Linked DNA regions of Mus musculus: regions 1, 2, 3 and 4 are each linked to region 5. Evidence: chromatin contacts called from public Hi-C, HiChIP or PLAC-seq and promoter capture Hi-C data. All regions are on one chromosome and are shown on one strand. The core of a region is the stretch at or near the end of the contact, and the rest is flanking DNA. Distances in the headings are between cores, read along the strand shown.

What was found. Promoter capture Hi-C pulls out the DNA fragments that hold promoters and counts their contacts. Hi-C and Micro-C count contacts between places; a contact is called where the count stands out from the background. HiChIP or PLAC-seq counts read pairs in DNA pulled down with a chosen protein or histone mark.
Region 1: a contact with region 5 is called in an HNF4G HiChIP or PLAC-seq map of pancreatic cancer cells. The contact joins the promoter of Prkag2os1 here to the promoter of Fam126a in region 5. A contact is called at or near these places in 1 of 39 promoter capture datasets (pre-B cells) and 2 of 115 datasets of contacts at active chromatin or transcription factors (memory CD8 T cells and pancreatic cancer cells).
Region 2: an H3K4me3 HiChIP or PLAC-seq map of craniofacial prominence shows a contact between it and region 5, with 4 times the contacts expected there. The contact joins the enhancer-like site here to the promoter of Fam126a in region 5. A contact is called at or near these places in 3 of 39 promoter capture datasets (cranial neural crest, neutrophils and pre-B cells) and 3 of 115 datasets of contacts at active chromatin or transcription factors (craniofacial prominence, pancreatic cancer cells and thymic regulatory T cells).
Region 3: a Hi-C map of uterus shows a contact between it and region 5, with 2.9 times the contacts expected there. The contact joins the promoter of Smarcd3 here to the promoter of Fam126a in region 5. A contact is called at or near these places in 1 of 39 promoter capture datasets (pre-B cells), 1 of 484 Hi-C or Micro-C datasets (uterus) and 1 of 115 datasets of contacts at active chromatin or transcription factors (pancreatic cancer cells).
Region 4: a promoter capture Hi-C map of pre-B cells shows a contact between it and region 5, with 5 times the contacts expected there. The contact joins the promoter of Rheb here to the promoter of Fam126a in region 5. A contact is called at or near these places in 4 of 39 promoter capture datasets (the C10 cell line, liver and pre-B cells).

Annotation. Positions count from the first base shown.
Region 1 is chr5:24,901,304-24,904,003 of GRCm38.p6, reverse strand. Prkag2os1 (protein kinase, AMP-activated, gamma 2 non-catalytic subunit, opposite strand 1) reads right to left here and starts at 1,435. Exons shown (of 7, transcript NR_040684.1): 1 at 1,166-1,435; 2 at 719-839. The region is part of intron 5 of Prkag2 (protein kinase, AMP-activated, gamma 2 non-catalytic subunit); the gene reads left to right.
Region 2 is chr5:23,417,245-23,419,944 of GRCm38.p6, reverse strand. The region is part of intron 1 of 5031425E22Rik (RIKEN cDNA 5031425E22 gene); the gene reads left to right. Among named protein-coding and RNA genes, the nearest start is that of 5031425E22Rik, 15 kb to the left of the region's middle. Within about 2 kb of position 1,369, at least 443 of the 459 cell types and tissues checked have an H3K27ac peak or open chromatin away from gene starts, as enhancers often do. A contact at or near this core is called in craniofacial prominence, neutrophils, pancreatic cancer cells and 2 more, where this site is marked.
Region 3 is chr5:24,600,733-24,603,432 of GRCm38.p6, reverse strand. It overlaps Smarcd3 (SWI/SNF related, matrix associated, actin dependent regulator of chromatin, subfamily d, member 3), which reads left to right and starts at 1,431. Exons shown (of 13, transcript NM_025891.3): 1 at 1,431-1,652. The coding sequence starts at 1,575.
Region 4 is chr5:24,841,005-24,843,704 of GRCm38.p6, reverse strand. It overlaps Rheb (Ras homolog enriched in brain), which reads left to right and starts at 1,344. Exons shown (of 8, transcript NM_053075.3): 1 at 1,344-1,520. The coding sequence starts at 1,469.
Region 5 is chr5:24,029,363-24,032,062 of GRCm38.p6, reverse strand. It overlaps Fam126a (family with sequence similarity 126, member A), which reads left to right and starts at 1,373. Exons shown (of 11, transcript NM_053090.3): 1 at 1,373-1,584.

The sequences.
Region 1 (2,700 bases), core at 186-2,685, 870 kb before region 5:
TGGTGTCAGGTAGCCAAAAAAAAAAAAAAAAAAAAAAAAACAAAAAACAAAACAAAAAACTAGACAGCAAAAAATGCAGATCTAAACTCAATCCCCAGCACCCACATATAAAAATCTGGTAATATATAATCATGGTAATATAGGTTTGTAATCCCTGCACACTGGGGAAGCGTAGACAGGCAGATCTCTGGAGCTTACTGGCCAACCAGACGAGATGAATTGCCAAGATTCACTGTAAGAGCCTATCTCAAAAACTAAGGTGGAGAGCAATGGAAAAAGACATCCAGTAGCCACCTCTGGCCCTTACCCATACATGCACCCAAACATGCATGCTTACATGAATGTGCGCGCGCGCACACACACACACAGAGCGTGTGAGAGAGAAATCGCGAGCACCAGAGCGAGCAGGGACCACTCTGGGAAAGTAAAACATCTCGGAGCTCAGGCCCTGGCGTGTGAAGACTTGGCTGCCTTTCCTTGGGTAATCAATCCACAGAGCTCCTGAAGCTTTGTTTTAGTATTGCTATCACTATGGGTTGTATCTGCCAAACACAGGCCTGGCGCTTGGTAACCACTTGCTTGCTTTCCATTCCTCCTTGGAAGTCAGACTCCAGAGCATCCAATAACCAGTGTACCAAAAAAAAAAAAAAAAAAAAAAAAAAAAAAAAAAAAAAAGGGGGAAAGAAAACAAACAAAAAACTGTGCCCACTATTCTTACCTGGTGGGAGGGAATTGCCTAAAGGGAGTGAAGATGGGTTCTCTGTGGAGATGGCACACCTTGGGCACTGCAGCAGTCTGGCCCTCCGTGGCGTCACCATACATGAACAGGTGCACAGTTTCTATGTGGTATTAAATTTTCATGAGGATGGAGAATCCAGGGAGGCACTGAGAGCCTATGAAGCCTTTCCTTCTCCCTAGAATCTCGGGGCTTTTAAAAGTGAGCCTCTGCAGAGTCAGCCTGCCGGTTTGTTGGCTGTGACATGAGGGGTGCTGACCTCTGGTGGTAGACATGTCAAAGTGACAGGTTCAGAAGGTCTGTCTGTGCTCTCTGAACTCTGACCTTCTCTGGCTGAGTTTATAGGCCAGGGATAAATTGATTCTTGACCACAAGAATAATTAAGATTGTATGAAATATCTGTAGTAGAAAACTTCCTGCCTAGCTTACCCTGTATTTAACATATTGCCACATGTTTTAGTATATCCAAAGTCAGGTTCAAACATATCCTAACGGTGTCCTAGGCTTAAGAAGGTACAGGAGTTGTCCTGTGGACTGTGCTTTGGAAGGTGTCTGCACCCCAGAAGTTTCTGGAATGAAATTTTAGTCCCCGTGTAACGTGGAAAGGAGATGTATCGTCTCCCAGGTATTGATTGGTTCTTCCTAGGCATCCTGGAAAGGATGAAGCCAGCCTCCCCGCTGTCTGGCTTCTTCTCTGTCCATAGAGCCACACCCTCTTGTACCGGCTGCTGTGTGATGCTCCCCCCCCACCCCCCATTATGACACAGCCAGTAGGACACTCAGCACACATAAACGCTATGCTCCTTAGGTCTTCCCGCTACCAAAATCATGAGCCAAGTAAATAGCTGTGTATTTTGTCCAAGAAGCAAAATCAGGCTAAGACAGACAGGAAAAGGTCGTGTTACCTAAAAGGAAAAAAAAAAAAAAATACCTGACTGGTTTAAACAAACAGGAAAGTGCATAGAGTGGTTGGATAGCAAGAAGTGGAACATATCACCAGCCTTGGCAAGTGCATGGAACCAAGTAGAAAGTCATTAGGAACCAAGGTAACACCTCCCATCACTCTGCTAGGGACTCGTGAACTTCCCTCCAGAAGACTGTCTTTCTACTTTATAGGCACCCCACCAGGGTCCAGGCCCCATCACTATCCAAATGGAACTCCATCCCACTCGCCAGAGTCCTGGGCCTGTCTCTGACCTTTGTGGCTTCCAGCTTCACCTGTCAGGTGTAAACAGGAACGGTGTTGATTGTCCAGCAGCACTGGAAAAATTGGAAAAGCATTTTTAATGTTCTCTTCTCCTAGATCTTTTGATGACTACTAGCATATACTGTGGAACTATGCTGAGTCTCAGATAACCCTAAGGCACAAAGCATTACACACACACACCCTGGGTCATAGAAGAGCAAAGTCAGAAGAGAAGAGGTGAGCCTGGCAGTGGTGCCTTTAATCCCAGCACTTGGGAGGCAGAGGCAGGTGGATTTCTGAGTTCAAGGCCAACCTGGTCTACAGAGTGAGTTCCAGGACTGCCAAAGATACACAGAGAAACCCTGTCACGGGGGTGGGGGGAGGGGGGGAAGAGGTGAAGTGCCCTCTTTAAGATGGCATATAACATTCCAGAGACTCCCCTAGAGTCAAGCCCATGTTGGAGGCCAATGTGAGGTCATCTTCCTTTCAGAAGATTACCATGGTCTCCTCTTTATTCTTTACTCCAATTCTGCCCTGCATCCAAACTTGCCAAGGTTAGCACAAACTTATCTTCCCCAAATCCAGTGGCCAGCAGTCAACCCTCGTCCCCATCTTAACCTGGAGTCCACAGAGTTGCCCCGTGCCCTCTTCTCAACGCTCATCCTTAATCTCTAAGGCATGGCTGGAGAGGTGGCTTGGTCCCTGGTGGGTTCCCCACCATAGCTGGTTGTAGATACCCTCTGTGGTTCTTTCTCTTCCCTTTGCAGCCAGTGTAACA
Region 2 (2,700 bases), core at 120-2,619, 610 kb after region 5:
TGGGGCTTTTAGATTATATAGGGCTTTGGTCATAGCTTGATGGTAGAGCACTTGTTTAGTATGCTTCAGGTCATGGGTTTGTCTTGTTTAGAGGACAAGTTCTCAGTGGCTGGCCTGGAACTTGCTTTATAGACTAGACTGGCCTCAAACATAGGAGATCACCTGCCTTGAGTTGAAATGTAGTCTTCGTCAGTTCCAGCACGTTTGATTCTTAGTACTGAGGGAAGGGGAGGGGTTAGGGGCTGAGTGAGGCGTAGCTCTGGGAAAGCACTGGGCTCAATCCCCAGCAAAAGTTAGGGTAGAAGTCTGTGAACCCAGCCACAATTGAAAAATAGTCCTAATAGAAAATCTAGGCATAGTGGGAAATCACTGCAGCCCCGGCTCTCAGGAAGTATGAGGAGTTGGAGACTTAGCTTTTACATAGGTTGAGAAGGTTTTTTATAAGATTGACTCCATGGTCCACATGACCTTAATGTGGGTTGCTTTTCGAGGACGAGGGTGGGCAAGAGTTTAAACGAGGTCTCAGGTGACTCAGACTGACTGACCACCAACTCAACACTGCCTCTAGAGTTACAGGCTTGGCACAATACACTGCAGGAATTCGGAACCAGAAATCCATCCTAATTAATGCTTCTGAAAGGCGGATCCCTTCTCGGAATGCTGTTAATGTGCGTAGAGTAGCATAGTGCACAGATCCTGTTAAATTCTCCATGGACACTCCTGCTTAGAAATCCTGTGCAAGGTGTTCAGATTCTAAGAGAAGGCTGACAAATAATGAAGCTTAGACATAATGGTGCCCTAATGGGACTAAATAATTTTATTTTTTAAAGGCGAGGCGTGGTTCGTGTAATTCAGGCTGGCCTCGAAATCACTTGGTAGTCAAAAGATCAACGCCTTTTTTTTTTTCCTGTTTCTAGCTCAGGTTACAGGCATACATCACCATGCCTGTAACGCGCAGCTAGCTATTCTAGCGTTTAATGTTCTTGTAGCTTTCAACTGGAGTGATCCTTTCCCTAACTGACATTAGAAATTAGTCCAGTAAAAGTGGCCTGAGTGAAAAGCTGTAGGAAAGGATTTTTCTTTAGTGAGAAGTACTGAGGATCCATTCTCTTAAGCCCGGTTTGATTGACGAGTGGTTCAGTAGCTTAGTTTTGACCTTTTGTAGTAATCGGGCTTTTACCGTATAATACCTATAGCCGGCGTGTCCTAACCATGGATAAAACCAAGCTACCCCGTTGTGGCTGCCAAATTTTACACCAGAGGAAAAACACCTCTTGGCGAAGCATAGCGTGGGCTTGTGCTCTAGACCTCAAGCCTTGAGTCCCACAGTGACAGAGCGAGTGCTTGTACCACAGAGCAGGGCGTTTCCCCGGCGCTGTCTGCGTCACGGCGGCTGCCCTTCCGCTCGGGAGAGCAGCTGCGGGAGCTGCGCCTGCAGGCTGGCCGGGTGCGCGGCGCTCGAGCCGGGCGGCGTTTTCCTGGGACCTTCACGGAGCAGAGCGACGAGGCTACATACAGCGGCCGAGCTTATCCCTTCTTTAATCCTCGCTGTAAAGCACCGTAGTGCAGCTTCCTGCTTAACTCGGTCGTCTGAGCTTCCAGCTCACATTTTGAGCCCAGTGCAGCCGCCATCTTCCGGAAATGCTGATGGTGGTTAGTCTGCGCCCAGTGGAAATAACAATTTTTTTGCTTTTGTTTTTGAAGCGGTCTTGCATTTGGCCCGATCTTTTTGAGGACTTGGGTTACAGAATTACATCATGCCTGGTTAGTTTCATGATGCTCAGTTTGGGGAAGTAGAGCAGTGTCCTTGTTGAAATATAATCTCTTTAGTCCAGCCTTTTCTCACTTAAATTAGATTGATGGATTAAATGAGATAATGTATACCAGATATGCAGTAGTAACTAACAGAGAAAGAAGGGAATGGTGGGTGGGGGAGTTGCGGGGGCGGGGGGATGATTAACTTTGCTGGGTATCACCACCTAAAACATGAAGGTATGGAGAAGCATGCTGTAGCACATGAGTGTGTATTTTGACAGCTCTTCAGTATAACTGATCCCTCCAAAGCAGACTTTACTGGCTTCTGGTTTCTAAGGGATGCTTCTTTTTTGTGTGGCTTCCTTTTTTGCAGGTCCATACTGAATAAATATGCTGTAGGGTGATGGACAAGGCCAAGTTGGGTAGTCCTACCATGATTTTAGTTTACAGGGAAAAATCAGGCTGAGTTTAAGTACATTGTAGGTTTCTAGGTGTTAGAAGTTTTCACACATGTGCCCGTTTATTTTTAGGGCGCGGCTTCACTGTTTGGCTAGGTGGTTTAGAACTGGGTATAGATTAGGGGACAAAAGCAGGAGTGAAGTCGCTTGGGGTTTGTTGTTGTTTTGCTGTTTTAGGTGCACTAACGATGTAATAATGTGTTTGGGATAACTTAGGAGGCAGCGATGAAGATTTAAACAGTAAAAGATTATTACACAAAAAATAACCCCAAACTTGTGCTTTACCGCGGACCCACCAGGTTGGAATATACAGGGAACAGTTGGACCATCCCTGTTTCAGGCTGGGGGTTTGATTTCTTTACACTTGCTGTCTACAAATCTCTGCAGGACACCAAACCCACGACTGAATGACACAGCCAGCATCCACAATTCACACAGAGAGGTAAAAATGTCAGATCCCCACACCAGTTGAACCAGAAGTTCTTTG
Region 3 (2,700 bases), core at 182-2,681, 570 kb before region 5:
AAACAAAGATACAGGCCAAATAGACTGGGAGAGCATTCCTCTGCTCCTTATCCTGACCCATGAAGACATTCTGAAGGGCCAAAGGTTAGGGTCCCTCGGTGCAATGGGTCTTGAGGGCTCAAATTGTATGTGTTCCCACAAGTTCCCTCAGGCATTGTCCCTCTCTCAGCGGCAGCCCCAGCTAGCCCATAAACCTGACCCTTGATTGTCCTGAAACCCGCGGACTCCTCCTTCAGAAGGTGGGGACAGGCGTGGCTTGTGGAATGGGCGGAGCTTGGGCTCAACCTAGGGATCTCAGGATTTGTCCCCTCCTTTCTGTTCTTCCTCCCCTCCAGGGATGGCCAGTTCTATCCACACTGTCCCATTTAGGGTTTCCTCGTCTTCCTACCCCACACTCCTGCTTTCTCTTCGGTTCTGGGGCGGACTTCACCAATCCCGAGCTCTCTGGGTCTCCGCGCCAAAGCCATCAAGCCCTGCTTGCCTCACCCTTTCCTCCTACCCACCCAAGTACCCACCCTGGATCCGCGCCATTCCTCACAATGTACTCCTCCTGTTCTCATGAGTCCAGTCCATGTCCCCTTTTCGGAAATATTTCCCCTATTGCCCTCACTTTCTCGCACAGAGACAAACAAAGACTCACAAGCCCAGAAATAGACTCCAACAGAGCTGAAAGACACAGGCCGTGTCCTGCCCCGCACGCACGCGCGCAGGCTCGGCGGCTCTTGTGAAGGGAAGCACACAGACTGGGCGTTTGTCAGTGCACGCACATAAACATCCACACCCACAGCCTCTGCGCCGTGCCACAAAAGGGTGCAGACACACGGTGTGCGAGACAAGGGCACACACATCTGCGGGCGCCCGGGAGCCCGCCTAGCCCGGCACACCCACCGCGCTGGCCCTGGGACAGGAGCAAGGCCTGCTTCGGGCTCGGGTTCCCCCCCAGATTCCTTCCAGCAAATGTTTCCCTACTTGGCCTGCCTGGTCCCAGGGGAAAGGGCCTCAGAAATGCTGCAGGAGCCACTTGGGGGAAAAAAGTTGGAACTGTCTGTTCCCTGCCTGGCCATGTCGGCGAATTCCCTAACCGAGAAACTATTTGTGGCGAGGGCAGAGTGGCTGGCGAGCCCCTTGTCACCTCCCGTGGTGTTCCCTCCCCGAGCCGCCACCGATGGGCCCCGGGCGGCCTGGGCGCAGCGCAGCTGCCCATCGCGCAGCCTCCGGGCAGATCGGCTCGTCTCGCCGCTTCTGTGCGCCGCTTGGACCACGCGGAGTGCACAGGAGGGCCGCTCCGTCCCCGGCGCGTCGCAGGCAGACCCCGGGCCGCCGGACTATTTCTGTCTTATCAGTGCAGGAATGCGGCAGCCGCGGCGGCGGCGGCGGCGGGCGGGCGGCGGCGGCGGCGTGGGCCGTGGGCCGTCAGGGCAGCCCTGAAGGGGCCCCCTCCCCACTCCGCTCGAGTAGAAGTGTGAGAGAGCCCAGCAGGACTCAGAGGGGAGAGTTGGAGGAAAAAAAAGGCAGAAAAGGGAAAGAAAGAGGAAGAGAGAGAGAGAGTGAGAGGAGCCGCTGAGCCCACCCCGATGGCCGCGGACGAAGTTGCCGGAGGGGCGCGCAAAGCCACGAAAAGCAAACTTTTTGAGTTTCTGGTCCATGGGGTGGTGAGTGGGGGAAAGTTAGCGGGGGAGGGTGAGCGAGCTGGCTCGGGCTGAATGGAGGGATGATCGGGAGGGGCCGCCGGCGCGCTCCGGCTCTCCCACCCCTTTGGTTGAGGGGCGCACGGTCACGGCCCAACCCTGGGACCTTGCGGGCGCCCTGGCATCCGAACACGTCGCCAAGCGGTCGGCTGGGGATGGGCGCGCGGCGGCCGGGAAGAGAGGCGTCGGCTTGGGTTCTTCTCAGGGGCAAGGGGTGGGATGTGGGCACCGTGCCTCCCCCAAGAGGGGGGTCCCCTCTGTAACTGACATGTCTCACATTCTTTTACTGGTGGGCTCAGGTGTTACCCCTGCCCTGGGGGTGGGGGTGGGGTGGTGACTCGAACACACAGCTAGGGCAGGGCTGCCTGTTGTCCCTGTTCATCCTTTGGGACAGGGTCACTCCGACTAGGTCTGAGCAGCTAGGAGCAGGTGACCTAAGAGCAAAAGCTCTCTGCTGAACAACCTCTGCATCCTAGCAGGAGGGCCTTGAGGACTTGGCCCTGCTGTCAGAGCTGAGAAGGGTCTACTTGTGAGACCTCAAGTTAAGCAGTCAGAAGATCTCCTTGGCAGGCTCAGCCACCAGAAGTTGATGACCTTAACACCTCAAAGGTGTGAAGGAGGGGCAGGAGTTGGGGACATGAGGCCTAGAAACCAAAGGGATAGTACTATACCGTTCTAACACACACACACACACACACTCACACACTCACGAAGACATGTGAGGAGTCTGAGGGTACCCAGGAACCTATTGAGGTGGAGAGCCTGCTGTGAGGAGCTCTAAGCCTGGGCATATGGAGGGAAGAGTCAGTCATATTTACTATGGCCAAATTTGGTTGTGACTCCAGGAAGCACCATTTCAGTGAGAGGCAAGGGCCCCCAGAATCTGACCCTTATGAGGCTGTTACTGATGGCAGGCTCCTGGGGGCCCCTAGAAGCCTTCTTCTCAGGGCCTCATTAGACCCAACAGTATCAGTGGCCTTGATGAATAGGAGAGTGGCTGATAGGGAAGAGG
Region 4 (2,700 bases), core at 95-2,594, 810 kb before region 5:
ATCCCAGCACCTCGGAGGCAGTGACAGGTGGATCTCTAAGAATTCCAGGCCAGCCTGGACTACGTGAGACCCTATAAAAATAAGTCTATTGTGAAGGGCAAAAAATTAAGGACAAGTGTGCTGTTCTCTCTTGGCACCTTTATTTCCAGGCCTAGCCTTTAGTTTGGACTTCGATGAACTAGGCCTAGGGTCTAGCTTTCCACCCTGTTCTTCAATATGAGGATATCTCAACTCCTCTAGTTCTCTGGAAACAAGAGCTTTCTGCCTGTACGACTGTTGTAGAAAATATGACAGCCTTCCCTTTTCAGGCATGGCCCGCCCACACCAGACAGCTAAGCCTCCTCCTTTTCCTCGGCGTTTTTGACAATGGCTGACTTTCACGTTTCTCCAGAAATAACCTCTCGAGTGTTCAGTATGAAAAGACGCACTGATCTGGCTGCAGGACTCCCACGCGCGCGCCTGTCTGTGCGAGGTGCGTGCCACCCGGCGTGTTGCCCGAGTCGGCACCAGGACTGGTCAGCTCGCGCTGCTTTTAATGGAATTTCTGACATTTGCGAGCTGCACAGATTTCATTCTTCCCACAGTTCCTCAGCCACGAATAAAGCTTAGTCACCACCCACGTTAAGCCCAGACTAAAGCTAACATAGCAGGACGGTAATTTGAAGTATAGACAAGTGCGAAGCGAGGTGTCAGCCAACCTACAGTCCGTCAGCTAGGGCCACGCGCCTCGCTCCTTTTAAGGGCCGGCAGGCGCAAGTCGGCCAACGGCTCAGCACTTCACCAATCACCGTGCTTCACGCCTCTGGTTCCGCCCCCGCACCCACATTAGCCAATCACTGAGGAGTTGCCTGCCCGCCCGCCCACCCGCCGGTAGGGCCACGCTTTTGGACCACGCAGGCGCCCCGCCGAGCAAAAGCAGACAGAATTTATTTTTAGCTCCCCGCTGAGCGGCACCTCTCCTTGGCTCCACCCTTCCAATCCCCAATAGAAGACGGAGTTTCCATTGCGTCATCGCGCGGCAGTCTGGGAGCCGTCCAGTCAGAGCTCGGGCAGGATTGTCGTAATTAAAAAGCGGCGGAAGTAGGTGGGAGGGTCATGACGCAGCGAGTTTCGGTCGTGACTTTTCCGGGGGCTTTGGGGCGTCTCCGCTTTTTCCCTTTAAAGTAAAACGTTTCCCCGACGCTCCCCCGCGCGTTCCGGGCTGGGAGGCGGCGGCGGGAGGCGGCGCAGACGGGGCCGCGCGCGGTCACGTGGGTGTGTTGTTGGGGGAGGGCCCGCGCGTTCGGTTCCGGGCGGTTGAGCGAGCTAGAGAAGGAGCGAGCGAGCGAGCGAGCGAGAGGCAGCCGCGCCCGCCGCCGTGCTCTGTATGCCGCGTTCTCCCGGCGCAGCCGCCGCCGATAGTCTGAGCCGGAGGAGCCGCCGCCGCCGCGGTTAATGTGGTTGGGTCGGGGCTGAGCAGGCCACCAAGATGCCTCAGTCCAAGTCCCGGAAGATCGCCATCCTGGGCTACCGGTCTGTGGGTGAGTGGCGGCCCGGGCGATGTCGGGGCTGAGCCCCAGGACGCGGACGCGCCTGCGAAGTTTGTGGCGGCGCGGCCATGTGGCGGGCGGGCGGGCGGCGCGCGTTTCATAACCTCCATTTTGAGTGGAGGCGGCGGCGCCTTCCCCTGTCCCCAGGCGCGGCGGACAGGTGGCGGGGCGGCAGGCCGAGGCGGCCGCGTCCTTCCCTCGGCGTAGGAGCCGCGGGCCACTGCCCGGGAGTCTTGCGGCCCGGAGCAGCCTAGTCGGATCCCCGCATCTGTCCCGCCTTCTCTAAGCACGGTCTGTCCCCACCCGTTTCCCCAATCCCACAAGCCCCGGGCATTTCAACAAAGGAAACCTCTCCTTGTGACCTTTCCATCTGCAAAGAAGTTAAGCCTTTTAAAGAAAACAGGGAAACTTCAAGACGTTTGGCTACCAAGTTTTCCGCCTCCAAGAAACCTAGACTGGACCCCTCACAGGCCAGCTAGGTAGCATCTGGCAGCCAGCACAGGGAAGAGGAGAAAGACGTCTCTAATGTGTCCTATTTTTCTTTTCCCCTTTGAGGAGAAACAAGGCCAGGCACTTGGAACCAGGCTGTTAAAGTAATTCAAAAGCCCGTTTGTTTTCCTAACACCACCACCAAGCGATTGACATACATTTAAAGTTGTTCCTAGTAATCACCTTTTTGCCGAATAGAGGTGGTCCTGGGTGGGGTGGGGAGGGAACGCGGTGTCCAGACAGTAGTATTCAGTCCATCGTGTGATACAGGACATTTGAACTTAACCACGCTGCAGGGTGAGGCTTTATTGTTTTTGACCGACCGGAACAGGGGACTGTCACGTTCATCTTTAGTGCTGTTTGAAAGATGTAACTGTCTCCAGAAAATGTGCGTTTGACAGGGACCACTGAGGAGTGGAGAGTCTGGCAGTAGAACACCTTCCCCACTGGATGGGCTCCTGCTAGGCGGTTCATTCTGCGTTCTCACCCTGCTTTCCACTGCTGGTGCCCGGCTCTGTGCTCTTTGACCAAGATCAGTCAGGGCCTGCTTACTTTTCACCTTCTCTCCTCAAGAACTGGAGAAACTCCTTAGGAAGGGAATGGAAGATCGGAGACAGTGTGACAGATGGGAGTGCCTAGAGTGGAAAGGTGACACGTGCATAGTGCAGTGCTGAGGTGTTCA
Region 5 (2,700 bases), core at 124-2,623:
TTGTCATCTCTAGCATTAACTTAGAATGACTTCCTTTCTTCCAGGTTGAAATTTGCCTTCTTCCTCTCTTTCTTTCTTTCTTTCTTTCTTTCTTTCTTTCTTTCTTTCTTTCTTTCTTTCTTTCTTTCTTTCTTTCTTTCTTTCTTTCTTTCCTTCCTTCCTTCCTTCCTTCCTTCCTTCCTTCCTTCCTTCCTCTCTCTCTCTCTCTCTCTCTCTCTCTCTCTTTCTTTCTAATTCAACCAGATTTGAGTTGAGAGGGTTGTAATAGGGGGAGCTCGGAGCATATGCTGTATTGGCTATATATATATATATATATATATATATAAAACGTTATCTGTAGGATAAGTAGGTGTGGAAGACGAAAAATGGCTTATGGAAAAAAGTAGAGAAATATACTTAATTTTTTTCTAAAGAAAAATATTTATTTATTTAATGTGTATATATGTATGGCTGAGTGTGTATGTATGTATGTGTACCATATGTGTGCAGATACCTTCGAGGCCAGAAGTGTCAGATCTGCTGTACTAGAGTCCTGATGTGGGTGCTGGGAACTGAACCCCATTCATCTGGAAGATCAGCAAGTGCTCTTAAGCTCTGAGCCAACTCTCCATCCTCCCTTTTACTATTAAAATTCTTTTAATTTATGTGTGTGTGTGTGTGTTAGGTGCATGTGTACCTGGATGAGGGCAGAGGCCAGAAGAGGGCTACTGATCCCCTGAGACTGAAGTTATAGAGGTTGTGAGCTTCCACATGGGTGCAAAAGCAGTAATATTTTTTTTAACTCTTCAGTTGTCTTTTAGACACCATATTTGAAATTTTCAAGGCTAAAGTCAAAAGCAATGAACATAAGAAAAGGTAGTATTTTAATTGCTATTTCCGAAATCACACAGACACAGACAGACAGACAGACAGACAGACAGACAGACAGACACACACACACACACACAGACACACACACACACACACACACACACACACACACACACACCCCACACACACCCCCCAGAATCCGGTCAAATTTTGATATACTTTTGGGAAATGATTCGAGTAATTGAATATCAGCTTGCTGTCCTTTTCTGATTACGTTTTAAAGCATCTGGTAAGACTTAAGGTCTAAAGGGCTCAGAGAGATCCTGAGACCTTCATGGAACTTCTTAGTTGTCACCACTAACCACACAGTCAATCGTCTCCCCTGGGCGTTCCCGGACCACGCCCATCGCGCAGACCACGCCCACTCAAATCGCCCCCCCCCCATCAATAGTTTCAGATTCTCATTGGTGGAGAAGTTGTTCTGGGCCCACCCTGGGGGTCAGTGATAGGCTGATCCAGTGTGGGACGGTGGTGGTTGGCTGCTTGGGGACGGGTCTCTGGTGGTGCCTGTCAGAGAGGCTGGCGGCAGTGGCGGCTGTCCGGGCTGGGTTGTCAGTCAGAGAGAGGAGGGAAGATGGCTCGCCCGGACTCGTGCTGCTAGAAGGAGAGGGGCAGGTGGCGCGGCTGCCGGCGGAGCGCAGTCGCCCGGTCGCCGTGGTCGCCGTGGTCGCCGTGGTCGTGGGGGGAGGCCGCGGTAGGTCCGGAGCTGCTCTGGTGAGTCTGCCGCGAGCCGTACGCCGGCCCCTGAGGCGCCGGGAGACCGAGAACTTTCTTTGGTCTGGGAGGAGCGGGGCTGAAGCTGTTGCCGGCGGCGGGTAGGACTTCGTCCTGGGGCGGCGGCCCGTTGCGGGTAACGGCTCCCGCGCGAGGCGCGGCCCGAGAACCCTAAGTTGGCCGCGGCCGGCTGCCCGCTGTGAACGAGGCTCCGTTCCCGGTTGGGCGATGAGCTGGGGGTGCCCCAGGGTCGGCCTAGCACAGAGCCCACCGTAGCCTATGGCCACTGCCCACCCGTCCGCGCCGCCCAAAGCCTGGCCTCGCCGCCCACGCTGGCTCCGCAGACCCGGTGCTCTTCAGAGCGGTGCTCGCTCGGGTCTTGAATCCCGTGGGGCTGGGGGTTCGGAGTGCCAGACCGGTCTGTCTGTCCACCACCAGGAGAGCTCCTCTTCTGCCTGCGCCGCGCTGGACCCTGGAGTTCTGCCTCTTCTGCGGCTGCTGTGACCGCCCTCGAGGATCGACAGGGTTTTCTGTCCACTGAACGGTTTTTTGTTTTTGTTTTTTTGTAAGCTTCTTTCTTTTTTCTTTCTTTTCTTCCTTTCGTTCTTTTTTCCTTCCTTGCCCCCCCCCTCCCCGCACGAAAACACCCCAGGTTTGCAAGCTTCAGCAAAACTGGGTCTCTGCCCTGCAGCGTGCATGTGTTTGCTTTGTACCTTTAGAGTTTAGAGGTTCCTGAAGAATTTGGCCCTAGTGGTTTTGCACTGCACTGAATCGCTTCTGGGATAAAACGCTATTGCACGCGGGCAGCGGCTCCACTGCTCAGGTAGGGGGAGTGCTGCTGCGATACAGAGACTGCTACTGGTTGCATGCAGGGTAACACTGGCTTTCTGTACACTGGGTGTCCTTTGGGTAACAAGGTAGGTTTTGCAGGAGATGTGCCAGCCCTGTGGTTCATGCCACGCGTTGCAGTTTGAGGTTTTCAGTTGTTACAACTTTTATCTACATAAAGCCACAAAGATTAGGGTAACCTTGAAACAATGCGATAGTTCTGGGAGGTGTGTTTTCCTAGGACTGCTCTGTTGCCAATGGCACCAGCCTCCTCCCCCCAACCCCCAC